2 separate regions of the Sus scrofa genome follow, and region 2 is linked to region 1. A link is a contact called in public HiChIP or PLAC-seq data. All regions are on one chromosome and are shown on one strand. Each heading gives the region's core, a stretch centred on a gene start, on an enhancer-like site or on the middle of the called end of the contact. The rest is flanking DNA. Distances are from core to core; before and after follow the strand shown. Region 1 holds the start of UEVLD (ubiquitin-conjugating enzyme E2 variant 3). Region 2 holds the start of SAA3 (serum amyloid A-3 protein).

The links. HiChIP or PLAC-seq counts read pairs in DNA pulled down with a chosen protein or histone mark.
Region 2: an H3K27ac HiChIP or PLAC-seq map of alveolar macrophages shows a contact between it and region 1. The contact joins the promoter of SAA3 here to the promoter of UEVLD in region 1. A contact is called at or near these places in 1 of 5 promoter capture datasets (liver) and 1 of 2 datasets of contacts at active chromatin or transcription factors (alveolar macrophages).

What each region holds. Positions count from the first base shown.
Region 1 is chr2:40,611,275-40,618,749 of Sscrofa11.1, forward strand. UEVLD (ubiquitin-conjugating enzyme E2 variant 3) reads left to right here and starts at 5,812. Exons shown (of 12, transcript XR_002341551.1): 1 at 5,812-5,969. LOC100523888 (a long non-coding RNA gene) reads right to left here and starts at 5,816. Exons shown (of 2, transcript XR_002341553.1): 1 at 5,572-5,816.
Region 2 is chr2:41,020,762-41,027,645 of Sscrofa11.1, forward strand. SAA3 (serum amyloid A-3 protein) reads left to right here and starts at 1,323. Exons shown (of 3, transcript NM_001044552.1): 1 at 1,323-1,413; 2 at 4,338-4,476; 3 at 4,879-5,041. The coding sequence starts at 1,323. The coding sequence ends at 5,041.

The DNA.
Region 1 (7,475 bases), core at 4,562-7,061:
TTGTCCTCTCCTCTCAAAAACCTCCAACTGATGCTGGGGCTCCCTTCCTAACTGTCCTGTTTCTTAATTTCCTTTTATGACCAGACTTCCTAACAAGTGGTCCACACCCAAAGCCTTTTTTCCAATCCACACCTTTCTCCCATGCACCACATTCTGACTTCTGCCTTCACTCTACTACTTCGATGCTCTCTTAGAGGTTACCAAAGATCTTTTTGGTCAGGTTTAATGACCTCATCTTGATCCCTTTCATCTCCTTGCACTGACATGGTGGAATCCTCCCTCCACCTGAGTTCTTCCTACATACCCATCTACCTATTATTTTTATATCCCTTTTATTTCCATTATTATTACTACTATTTTTTTTTTTTTTTTAGGGCTGTACCCATGGCATATGGAAGTTCCCAGGTGAGGGATCAAATTGGAGCTGCCGCTGCCGGTCGACACCATAGCAGTGCCAGATCCAAGCAGCATCTGCGACTCATGCCTCAGCTTGCAACGCCAGATCCTCAACCTACTGAGAGAGGCCAAGGATCGAACCAGGATCCTCATGGATACTAGCCAGGATCTTAATCTGCTGAGCCACAAGGGGAACTCATTATTTTTAAATTATGGAAATAGTAGGTGCTCACTGTAAAACCTAGTAAATCCAAAAATTTATAAAGAAAAATGTAATACCCTTCCCAATTTTCTCAGCCCCATGATGTAACCAATTTTACCAGCCTAGTGTGTTTTCTTCTGCCAAAGACTTCTCCACAAGCTTGCTAACATCACTAAACATATAGAGGGATATAGAGGGTTTTTTTCAGTGTTGTTTTATTAAAGGTGGTCATACTCCATATGCTACCATATATAACTTGCTTTTCTCCTATAATCACTCATCATGGACATCTTCCTGGGTCAACTGATAAAAAAATCTAAACACATGCCTTTTTTTGTTTCTAATATGTTTTATTGAGGTAGAAATTACATATGATAAAGCACACTCAATTTTTAGTGTACAGTGGATGCATTTTTTTTCTTAAAAAAGTGTCCCTCTTGCAACTACCACCACGATCAGGATAGAAAAAGTTGTGATAATCTCAAAGTTCCCTGTGCCCCTTTATAGTTGATCCCCAACCCCGAATCCCTTGGCCTCTGGCAACCACTGATCTGCTTTTGCATTTTCCAGAACTTAATATAAATGGAATCAGAAGCTTCTTTCACTTAGCATCAATGCTTCTGTGATTCACTCACATTGTACAATAGTTTTGTTTTACTGAATATTATTCCATTGTATGGATGAATCAATTGATCAATTTACCTGTCAAAGAACATTAGGGTTGTTCCTAGTTTGGGGTTATTTTGAATAGAAACGTTATAAATATTTGTGTGAGGGTTTTTTTAAAGGGAACATAAATTTTAATTTTTCTAGGGTAAATCCCAAGAGGGGCATTGCTGGATCACATAGAAAGTGCCTGTTTAAAAATTTCTCTATCACTGGAGTTCCCGTCGTGGTATAGTGGTTAACAAATCCGACTAGGAACCATGAGGTTGCGGGTTCAGTCCCTGCCCTTGCTCAGTGGGTTAACGATCTGGCATTGCCATGAGCTGTGGCGTAGGTTGCAGACGCGGCTCGGATCCCACGTTGCTGTGGCTGTGGTGTAGGCCGGTGGCTACAGCTCCAATTGGACCCCTAGCCTGGGAACCTCCATATGCAGCGGGAGTGGCCCAAGAAATAGCAAAAAGACAAAAAAAAAAAAAAATTTCTCTATCACTAATTTTCAGCAATTTTATTTTGAGGTGGCTTTGTGTAATTTTCTGTATGTTTCTTCTGTCGAGGTTTGGTGAACTTCTTGAATCTGTGTTTATGGTTTTCATCAAATTGGAAAAATGGTTGGCTACTGTTTCTTCAAATATTTTTCTGTCCCCTCCTTTCCCTTTCCATGACCTCCATTATGTACGTACTAGACCAGGAATCTGTATGATAACGTCCCACGGCTTGCTGGTACTCCGTTTTTTTTTTCTTTTTGTATTTCATTTTCAACAGTTTCCATTGCTGTCTCTTTCAAGTTCACTCTTCTTTCCCCCTGATCTTCTAATCTTCTGTTAATCCCATACAGTGTATTTTTAATTTGACGTTGTATTTTTCACCTCTAGAAGTTCAGTTTCTTTCTTGCTTGCTTGCTGCTTTTTAGGGCCAAACCCGTGGGCTATGGACGTTCCTAGGCTAGGGGTTGGATCTGAGCTATCTGAGCTATGTCCATTCCAGCGACGGAACCCACATCCACACAGATACTAGTTGGATTCGCTTCAGCTGCACCACAACGGGAACTCCTCAATTTCTTTTTTTAATTCTTTCATTTTTCTCCACACCATGTTCATGTTATCCTTGACATCCTTAAGCCTATTTATGAGATTGATACCAAAGATTTTAAGAATCCTGTTGCAAATCTATCATCTCTGTCATTTCTGGGTGTGTTGTACTTGAGCCACTGCAGTGGCAATGCCAGATCCTTAACCCACTGAACCACAAGAGAACTCCTGTTAACATATATATATATATATTTTTTTAAATTTAATTTTATTTTTTGTCTTTTTGCCTTTTCTTGAGCCACTCCCGCGGCATAAGGAGGTTCCTGAGCTAGGGGTCTAATCGGAGCTGCAGCCACCGGCCTACGCCAGAGCCACAGTAACGGGGGACCCGAGCTGCATCTTCGACCCACACCACAAATCATGGCAATGCCAGATCCCCGACCCACTGAGCGAGGCCAGAGATGGAACCCGAAACCTAGTTGGATTCGTTAACCACTGCACCACGATGGGAACTCCTATATATGTTTGTTTTTTTTTTTTGAAAAGCTTGAAACTCAGGTCTGAGAACCAGAACTGTACCTACATCATCTTCTCCTTATGGCTTAGGTCACCTTACACTTTCATTCACTCAGTAAACTTTCTATTGAAGGCTTATTTTTTATCTGCTTTACCGAACATTAGAAGAAAGAAGACATGCATCAATTCAAGCATCCTAGGCTTTGGGAACATAGAGATAATTGAGATTTGATCACTATCTGACAGGGCTTCAGCTAGAGGGGACAGAAAGAGGGATGCAGATGGAGGTAGACAGGTACAGCAGGACCATAAAAAATACCCCATTCATGGGGTTCCCATCCTAGCTCAGCAGTTAACCAACCCGACTAGGATCCATGAGGATGCAGGTTCGATCCCTGGCCTCGATCAGTGGGTTAAGGACTCGGCATTGCCATGAGCTGTGGTGTAGGTTGCAGACACGGCTCCAATCCCACGTTGCTGTGGCTGTGGTGTAGGTCGGTGGCTGTAGCTCCAATGTGACCCCTAGCCTGGGAACTTCCACATGCCATGGGTGTGACTCTAAAAAAAAAAAAAACAAAACCCAGTCAGGCACTAAGGCAGGAAGCAAGCAAGACACACATGCTTGGGGAAGAGTGAATGTTTCAGCCTGGTTAGTTGATAGGATCTAAAAGCACCAGTTACAGGAGATGAGGGTGGGTCCTACTGGCAGTCAGCCAATGTTTCTGCGGCATAGTCTTCCTCTGATGATCAAGCACATATAGGTACAGAATTCCAGTTTCCTAGAGCTTATTAATCACAAAATTTCAACACAATTTCACACCGAGTGAGAGGCAGCACAATGCGCAGAACATTAGGAACATGGTCTCTGACATCACCTTCTGCAAACATTTGAGTCTTTGTTTCCCTATCTGTAAAATAGGGCCGATTATACCAGATAGCCTCTATTTTAAAGTGTACCCTTTTTACATTCACGCTCTTTTCAAATAGCTATAAATGTTAAAATCGATGTGTACATATACATATTTAATTTTGAAAGCTTTTCTCCCTCAAAACAAGTAATACATCTCTTATTTGACAGGATCAGAGAAACAAGGACATAAGCAATACTTCACTAACCCTCAGCTTGCTCATCAGTAAACCTCAGATAATGATAATAATTCCATCTAAGTCATAGGGTTTTGTAAAAATTAACTGCAATAAAGCACATAACAATGTACCTTCTACATAGGAAAAGACAGCTACACACACACACAAATGCACATGCAGGCATGAAGTCTCTCATACACACACATACACACACACCACACACACACACGGGCATGAAGTCTTCATAGTGCCTGTAATTCATTCACAGTGATTAAACCAGAAGAGAATTGGTGGCTCGGATGAAACGTCTCTCCCACAAAAGGTTCTTCATAAAAGATTGAAGACATTTGCTCGGGCCTTACTCTAACTTGATAGCTTGTTCTTGATTAATGGATTTCAGACAGGATCTGTTAGATCTTAGAATCCCTGGACGTTCCATGGTTTCTGAGGTTTGTTGGATCTGGCTGAGGTGCTCTTAACAGGCCTCTTATCCTTCAAGCTTCTCGTCTCCTACCTGGTCTCCCAGCTTTGACTCTTGCCCCACCACACACACCGCAGTCTCTTCACAACACAGTAGTCAGACTTAGTCTTTTATAACTCAGTCAGATTGTGTCACTCCTCTGTTTAAAACCCTCCAGTGGCTTCCTCTTCTCTCAGGGCAAAAGCCTGAGAGAGAAAAAAAAGCAGCCTCTGACATCTGGAAACTGGACTGAGCCAGCTAGGTCTTAGGCTTGTTAGAAGCTGACCTGACCCTCACAGCCTGGCTCCTGTTGTCTCCTGCTGGATATAAACAATCTCTCAGAACACCAACATCAGGAAGGGTCACTCAGACCATGACAAAAATGAGACAAAACAAGGCCCCCAATGTCCTCTCTTGCTTTTTGCTGAAGGTGGTATTTATGGTGAGGGCTTCTGCCATTTCGGCCAGTTACTCAGTTCTCCTGGGTCTTTCCCAAGTATACAGTGTTATGAACTTTTGTTTAATTTTCTCTTGTTATTACCTCCTGTCAATTCCACTCTTAGATCAGCCAGAAGAACCCAGAAGAGTAGAGGAAAATTTCTTCCTCCCCAACAATATCTAGCAAATAGCCAAGGCTCAACAAAAGTTTGCTGAATTAGTAAGTGCTCCTTCCAGCCTTTCACTTTCTTCTCCTAATGGAGTCACAGCATTCCTATCTCTGGCTCTTCCTATAACTATAATCACCCTCCATCCCACCCAACCTCTCAGACAGTTAAAATAGCCAGCCCCTGGGGACTTTGTAGGCACACTGGCTCAAGCCAGGGATGCAAAGCAGGTAAGTAACTGACTCAAGGAGACCAAAGAAAGCCAGCAAATTGCATCTTTTTGTTTTTTCCTTCTCCAGACGACCTTATCCACCAATTTACTTTCTTTTGTTTTCAAACTCTTTTTGACAGCTGACTTTTTCCTCTGTCTGCCACCAACCTGGTTATGCTCCGCTCCCCCCTCCCCCGCAAAAGGCAACCCCTCCTGGCAATGCTGCATCACCCTCACTCAGCTGTCTTATCTCCCAGTTCTGACAAGACTCCTGCTGCCTCCGTCTTCCTTTCTAGCCCCCCGAAATTTTGCTTTTTAAGTTCCATTACCTCTTCCTTCCTAAATCCAACCACAATTTGGGGTCTTGATCTTTCTCCCTACTGCGCTGTATTTAACATCACCTTTTCGAAACTCTCCGAGAACAGTGCCAATAACTTCTACCTCCTTTCGTGCTCCTCCTTGGACTTCCTATTCCTCTCTTCACAGATGTCCCCAAGTTTCCTTTCCAGCAAGCTGGGTCGTGGTCCTCTCGGCGCTCACGCGTTTCTGACGGCGATCAGGGTGGAGCGGTGGTCAGACTCCAGGCGGAGCCTGGGCGAGCCTGGAGCATTGGACACAAGTGGACTTTCGAGTCTGGGAAGGGGCGGGGCCTTGGACCGGTCGGGAAGTTTGGTCCTCGGCGGCCGCCGTCCAGGGAAGGTGTGTAAGGAGATCGGGTGCTGGGGTGGCAGAACCGTCCTTGCGGTCCCGGCTGGACATGGAATTCGACAGCGAGGGTCTGAGACGACTACTTGGCAAGGTGCGGGCAGCTAGCCGGGCAGCGTCTGGGACCTCGGGGTCTGGGGTTGTTTCCACCCCTGGTCGCACCGCCTCCTCGCGGAGTTTGCTCGGCTTGTCACGGGGCGTAGAGCGGGGGTGGGCTGGTCTGGAACCGACGGCGGGGAATGGGCCCAAGGAGGCGGCGGGCCTCTCCCTCCCAAGGCCCGGCCTCTGGCTCCACCGGCAACTTCGAGATCCCCCCCGACCCCACCCTATCACTTGCTGTGCGGCGTTCTCACGCCACCAGCTTCTCTGCGTCTCAAACAGATTCCGGCTCTGCCCTGTTCCTTTTACCACGCCCTTCTGTTTGCTGAAATGGGCTGCCCCACCTTTTAAGACTCAACTCAGTTATTATTCAGTCCTTCCTCTACTTCCTTTCAGAAGTATAGATGATCACTTTGTGGAGTAACTGTTCGTTTGCAAATCTTGCTGGGGAGGTGGGGTAGGTGGGCGGGGGTGAACTTTTTGATGGCCGAGACCGTGCTGTAGTATTCCCTTCACTTAGCCCTGCGCCCGACTACGATGGTGGTGCTGAGTAACTGCAGTGAATGAAAGCTCTGTGTAGATTTAGGAATGAAGACAGGGCTTGAAGGCCCGGAAGAGATCCTCTTAACATTGAAATGTTGAGTGGGAGGGCCATTTTCCCTGTTAGATCAGGCTTTTAGTCCAGGCTCCCTGATTCCCCACCAGTGTACAGTCTGAGGTAACCACCTTTTTTTGCCTCCAGTTTCTTAGTTTAAATGGTTCATAATGCATTTTAAGACTTAGCCATGTGGAAACATTTATGCCATTTTTGTTGGGTTTGCTTATGTCTTTTTTTTTCCTTCCTTCCATCTTTCTTTCGTTCTTTCCTTTCCTTTCCTTTTTTCTTTCTTTCTTTCCTTTTCTTTTTTGCTTTTTTTAAGGGTATGGAAGTTCCCAGGCCAGGGATTGAATCTGAGCTGCAGTTGTGATCTACCCTCTGTGGCTACGCAGGATCCTTCAATCCACTGTGCCAGAAGGGGAGTGCATTTTTTTTAAGACATAAAATAGTTCTTTTTTTTTTCTCCAGATGTCAAAAAGGCAAATCACATATTTGACTGGTAGTGACATTTGTGTTTTCAAGCCCTAAGGAAGAGTGCTTTTGCCCTCTCTTGATAAACTTTTATAACAGTTTTACAGTTAAATCAGTTCTGGTATATATGCAGCCATTAATCACACACTCTCACAGGGTGTTAAGGATGTAGAAGACAGTTTATAACATCAAGAAGAAAACACAACAGAAATTGTTTGGTTCACAATAAATGTGTATTCCAGGTGACGGCAGTGCTGCCTTTTGTACCTTTCTGTAGTGTTTAGAGTTCAGATCATTTCATTCACTTCTGTTTACACTGAATCAGGGACACTGAATCTGGGACTCATTATTACCCTGCTATAATCCGCACTGATCCATTCTTAGTTTTTTGTTTTTTGTTTTTTGGAGCCACACCCGCAGCATATGAAAGTT
Region 2 (6,884 bases), core at 73-2,572, 400 kb after region 1:
CTGTGTCTCACAGTGCCCCGTCCTGCTCTTCCATTTGCCCTGTACTCTCACTTTTTTTTTTTTTTTTTTTTTTTTTTTTGCTTTTTATGGTCATACCCATGGCATATGGAGGTTCCCAGGCTAGGGGCTGAATCGGCACTACAGCTGCTGGCCACACCACAGCCACAGCAATGCGGGATCTGAGCCACATCTGCGACCTACACCACAGATCACCAACGCTGGATCCTTAACCCACTGAGCAAGGCCAGGGATCGAACTTGTAACCTCTGGTTCCTAGTTGGATTCATTTCCACTGTGCCACAATGGTTCTTTACATTCTTACATTCTTTAGACTGTCAGCCCTTTTTTTCTAACATTGGTTCCTCTTCACAGCAAATGTCAGTCCATTAGTGTGGAGGGAAAATCATCTTTCCCCACCAGGAGTGAGACTGGAAATGGGCAGAAAAATCCCAACTTGCTACACTCCTGAAAGCGGTCTGATTGCACAACCCAGGAAAATTAGAGTGTGAAGAATAAACTCTGCTGTTTTGGATGCTGTATTCTGGCCAAGAGGGATTTCCCAAATTTCTTTGTTTTTCTTTCTTTTTTTTTTTTTTTTTTCTTCCTTCAAACCTGCCTTCTCAGTTGCTCCACTAGCCAAGTGTTGGTATATAAAGCACCAGCTGCTCCTCACAGGAAGGCGGCACTGGCAGCTCAGCTTCACCAGGAGCCTTGGCAGGAAGGCACAGCCAAAGGTGAGGGGCTAGAACTTTCCAATGCTTCTCCTCCTTGGAGACCTTCTCTCTTCACCAGCGTTTCGTGCTGCATCCCAGCTCTCTGCTTCCTTCCTGAGTCTACTATCCTGATGATCCGAATTTACAAGATGTGAATACTTTTGGGTTGGGGTTTCATCAGGTGCTTCTCTGTGTGAAGTCAGTGATGAGCAGAGCAGGTGTTTTATAAATACTCGTGCACTGGTTACCTCATTTCACATTAGAGAGGTGCAGTGCACAAAACCCCCTAATGCCTCCTGGAAACTTACTGTGCAGTTGGGTTTCAGGGCTGATAAGGCATGATTGGAGTGGAAAGTGGTTTAAACTAAAAGCTCACTGAAATCCCTCCTATAGTAAATTACTGGTATTCCAGTGAGACACGTGGAAATGAGAACTGGATCCTCTGAAATACAATCTATCTATCCATCCATCTGTATCTGTATCTATATCTATATATAGAGAGATAAAATGTGTGGGATTTATTTTGGGAATGCAAGGATGGGTCAACATTCCCCAAAACACCCCATACCTTTCATCCTTGGTTGTGTCTGCTCATCTCTCTGCAGCAGGATGAAGCTTTCCACGGGCATCATTTTCTGCTTCCTGATCCTGGGTGTCAGCAGCCAGAGATGGGCATCATTCCTCAAGGAAGCTGGTCAAGGTCAGGACTGAAGGATGGGCTGGAGTTTGGGGTAGGGGGAAGTAGGCTGCAAAAGACTGATCCTATGGAGTTCCCGTCGTGGCTCAGTGGTTAATGAATCTGACTAGGAACCATGAGGTTGCGGGTTCGATCCCTGCCTTGCTCAGTGGGTTAAGGATCTGGCGTTGCCATGAGTTGTGGTGTAGGTTGCAGATGCGGCTTGGATCTGGCGTAGGCCAGCGGCTACAGTTCCCACTCGACCCCTAGGCTGGGAATCTCCATATGCTGCAGGAGCGGCCCTAGAAAAGGCAAAAAGAAAAAAAAAAGACTGCTCCTATGATTCATCTGAGCAGAGGCCACATCCCCTCAGGGCAAAAAGCCATAAGTTAGCAGAAAAGGAGCTTAGTTTTTATGGTAGCACTTCCCCAGGCTCTTGGGGCCAGCTTTGAAATCTTTTGTATGGATCCCCAAGCCTGAGATCACATAAAATGTGGGCCCCAAGTTTCAGCTGGAGTGAGAAACAGATCTGGGTCAGGGGGGTGCATGGTCCCTAAATACAAGTGTGGCTCTGCTGCCCCCTCGTGGGAACCAGGGACAGCACATTTCCACGTCTCAGGTAGTCAGGAATTGGGGGGCATCAGATGGGGAGTGAGTGTTCACACTCCCCATCCATCTAGTAATTATGACCCAAATCACTGAGCTGTTAATACCTTCTAGGCACTGCTCTAAGAGCTTAATATGTACGAATAACTTGTTTCATTCTCGGGTTTTAATCCTTTAGTCCTGCAACGTAGGGACCATTATGCCTTAATAGAAACAGGGGCACCAAGAGGCTAAGACACCTAAGAAAGTCCTCAGGCAGAGCAGGATTTAACTCAGGTCGTTGAGCTCCCCAGACCGTGCCAGTAACGGTGGTACTTGACTGCCTCCCAGATGAAAGTACAGGTGGGAGAGTGAGGGATGTGCGAACACATGTCCGCTCTTTATCTGAGCAAATAAATGGCAAATAGTGGGGGACATGGTGCCTTTGGAAGGCAACTCTACAGAGCTCTCCCCACAATAAAAACATAATGAATAACATTGATGATGGTTGTACTGGGGCTGGGACCTGGCCAGAAACCTATAGTGAGAGATAGGTCTACCTCACTAGCCTGAGTCAAGTGGCAAAAATTTGCTTGTTTCACAAAATTATTTTATGTTATTATTTCACCGTGACAGTTTTTGAATTGTTTTAATAGGGTGCTGTGAATTCTGGCTAAATTCTCACAGACCAGCTAAAAATATCTTTTCATCGCTTGGGTCAATATTTTTCAAAGGGTTGTTCTAGGGCCACCGTGGTCTGGGGTGCTTTGTGGAAGGCAGGCGCCTAGGTCCACACTCACCTCTTCCACTGAATCACAATCACTGGGGCTGACACTGAAAATATGACCTTTTTCAAGAACCCTCAGCTGATTTTTGTGCACACTGAAGTGTGCGCTGTATCCCTGGATTCGCTACCCTTATGTGACAAGATATGCCAGGCATTTTGGAAATACTATTTTGTTTTGGCTGTGCCTGTAGCATGAGGAAATTCCCAGGCCAGAGACTGAACCTGAGCGACAGCAGCGACAACACCAGATCCCTAACCTCTAGGCCACTACGGAACTCTTTGAAAATAGTTCTTAGGGCAGTCTAGACTCAAAGGATCTATTTAAGTGAGTAACTCAGTGGGAATAAGTATGGTAGGAATATCATACCTCTCAACAAAACTATCTTTCCAAATGCCAGAAACAACAAATATATAAAATGAAGATGTTATCTTATGGAGCCTTTATATAAGCCGTGGTTATAACTCTACATTAGATTTTCCCCTTTTCCCTGATAAGTTTCTTCTTTAACTGCCATTTAATTATTCTAGCTGATCATATTCTAGCTCTCTGCTCCTCATCTTAGTTCATTCTGTTTCCTTTTTTTTTTTGTCTTTTTAGGGGTACACCCCAGCATATGAAGGTTCCCAGGCTAGGGGTCGAATCAAGGCTGTAACTGCTGGCCTCCACCACAGGCACAGCAATGCCAGATCCAAGCCGCATCTGTGACCTACATTGCAACTCATAGCAACGCTGGATCTTTAACCCACTAAGCGGTGAGGCCAGGGATGGAACCCTCATTCTCATGGATGCTCGTCAAATTCATTTCTCCTGAGCCATGACGGGAACTCCCAGTTCTTTCTGTTCCTTTTTCTTTTGTTTCACTCATTCCTAAGGACCAGAGAAGTGACATATACAGTGTTCTAGAAGTTGACCTGTATTTCCTTGGTTCTTCCGGATAACCACTCTGAGGGAGGCAATACGCCTCTATTTTATTGGAGGGGACACTGAACTTTGGAGCTGGTGGGGCAGTTGCCCTTTCTCTGCATCTGATTCCCTTGTTCTCTTAAGGAACTCACCTTCATCTCCTGCTGACTGAGTTCTGACAGGCGCCCAGGTGCCAAGTATGCCCCAGACAGTCAGATGTATTCAGACCCAGTTGTCCTCACTTTGTCCACAGGGGTGACTTTCTCCCCTTGACTAGGTTGCAGGCATCCTGAGTCTGCAGCCTTCCTCAGAGTCACCTTTGTTCTCAAGCCCTGGGCAGAGGGTTTCCTGTCTTTTTCCAGGTAGAGGTTCATTGCACAATCAAACATCCCTTAAAGACCTTCTCAGCTCTTCTTCACACAAAACCCAAAACAAAATACCAACAGACTTAGAATGGAAGCAAACAGATGAAAACCTGCACCAAGTGTGGATCTCACAACTGTAAAGCAGGGAGGTGAAAAGTAAAGGAATATTCATCTCAAGCCAATGTAATATTCTCCAAAGGCTTAGTCAAAGGCTGAAATCTGTAATGGGGTAGGGGAGGAAATGTTTTATTTCTCTTTTTTGTCCAGATGTAATCACATTCATCTCAGCATTTTCTTTTCCTCCCAGGGGCTAAAGACATGTGGAGAGCCTACTCGGACATGAGAGAAGCCAATTACAAAAATTCGGACAAGTACTTCCATGCCCGGGGCAACTATGATGCTGCCCAAAGGGGACCTGGGGGCGCCTGGGCTGCTAAAGTGATCAGGTAGCAGGGGCCCTAGGGATGCAGGGGTGGGTGAGCAGAGCTTCCCTGCAGAGGGCAGCCTGGAGGGGCCACCCCCTGCAGAACTTTCCTGAAGGGCTGGGGCCCCTCCTCCTCTTCTCACCCTCCCCTCTGTGCCCTGTGTGAGGTCTGAGCGGCTGCAGAGCCGAGCAAGGCTGGTGCAACAGGCCATTCCCCAGCCTCCCCCTCTGGGTGTTATTCACCCAGCATAAGGGGGACCCGCAGGGCTGAGGCGGGCTGTGCCCAGGTGGCCTCAGGGCTTTAGCCCCTCTTTCCTTGGCTCCTCTCAGAGTCATCAACACCTTGGAAGAGGAGCCATGGGTCAGGTGGGGCTGCTGCTCCTCAGCCCTGGATTAACCTCCCTGCTGCCCTCCTCCATTGCAGCGATGCCAGAGAGAATGTCCAGAGAGTCACAGACTTGTTTAAGCATGGAGACAGTGGCCACGGAGTGGAGGACTCAAGGGCTGACCAGGCTGCCAATGCATGGGGCCGGAGTGGCAAGGACCCCAACCACTTCAGACCTCGTGGCCTGCCTGACAAGTACTGAGCTGCCTCTGCCTCTGCTCAGGAGATGGGCTGTGAGCCTCCTGTGAGCAGGCTTCGTGCTGAGCTAGGTTATAGTATTGTGCATCTGTAGTACTTGATAGTTGGTAAAAAGCATATAAAAATGTGTAATAAATGCTTGTGAATTCCAATTTGTCCTTGGCGTTTTGAAATAGTATATGACATTCTTCTTGGGAACCTGAGCCTATTTAATACCATGGGGATGATCACCGTTTTTAAAAAGGAGATAAAAGCACTAATTAACACTAGTAACAATTTGGGGTAAAACTGTACACACTCATCCATTAGTATCTGCTGGGGATTCGTTCCTGGACCCTATGCGGATACCAAAATCCACAAACACTAAGTGCCTCATATACATGGATTTAGTTGGCTCTCTACATCTCCACATCGGAACGCACCATACAGCTGACTGGAAGGCTGCAACACAGCCATACTATGTAGAACATACATGGTCCATTATATGGACCAACTATCAGTCCGTAACTCCATTTATAAATCATGGAACAGATAATAAGAATACCATGAACAATTGTAGCAATGAAGCTTAAAATTTGATAAAAATCAACAAATTCTTAGAAAGATACAACTTACAAAAACATACTCAAAAAGCAATAAATGAAAACTTGGATTGTTCTATAATTACTGTAAAAGATTAACTCTTCCCCCAAAGAAAACAGCAGTCCCAGATGATTCTGCTTACAAATTTAACCCTTCAAAAAAGCAAAATTTTTTTTTGTAGAAACAATTCTGCAAAGTAAAAGAGAAAATACTCCTCCATCCTTTCTAGGAAGATAGGAATATTTGACACTATGAAAATCAAAGGAAAATATAAGCAGCAAAACTTTACATAATATTACCAATAACAAGTTGTGAAAGAAACTTTCAGCTAACAATAATAATTTCAAAAAATTTAAACAACTATGCTAAAGACAAATTACCTATTTTTTGTTATAGAAAATCATCTTACAAGGTCCTTGTCATAGAAAAAGATGGTTAAAGCAATCTCAGCAAAAATTATATTTAAAAAAGATTGTAAATAGGCAGAGCACAGTGGATTTTTACATCAGTGAAACTAACTATTCTCTGTGATACTATACGGTGGATATATGCCACTATGAATTTGCTAGATCATAGAATGTACAACACTGAGCGAACCCTAATGTAAACTACGGACTCTGGTGAAAATGATGCACCAATGTAGGTTCATGCATTGTATCAACTGTTGCCTTTTTTTTTTTGTCTTTTTAGGGACACACCCACAGCATTTGTAGGTTCCCAGGCTAGGGGTTGAATCAGAGCTACAGCTGCCGCCCTACACCACAGCCACAACAACGTGGGATTTGAGCCGCGTCTGCAACCTACACCACAGATCACAGCAACATCAGATCCTTAACCCACTGAGTGAGGTCAGGGATCGAATCCATGTCCTCATGGATCCTAGTCCGGTTCATTAATGCTGAGCCCTGAAAGGAACTCCTCATTGTATCAAATGTTGTTTATTATATCTGATGGGGAATACTGGTAACGGTGGAGGCTAAGCATGAGTGGTGACAAGGGTTCTATGGAAAAATCTCTGTACCTTCTGCTTATGATTGCTGTGAACCTAAAACTGCTCCAAAAATAAAGTCCATTAAAAAAAGAAAAAGGATTGTGGAAGTCTGCCAGGCCACTTATTAATAAAAACAGTTGGATATTTTTCTGAATTTCATTTTAAGGTATTTTTTGGCTACTTAAAATTGGTAATTTGCTGTGATTTCTTTTTTCTCATTCTAAATAAATATTTCCTATTGTAACTAATTTAATATTTGTACGTTTGTACTGTT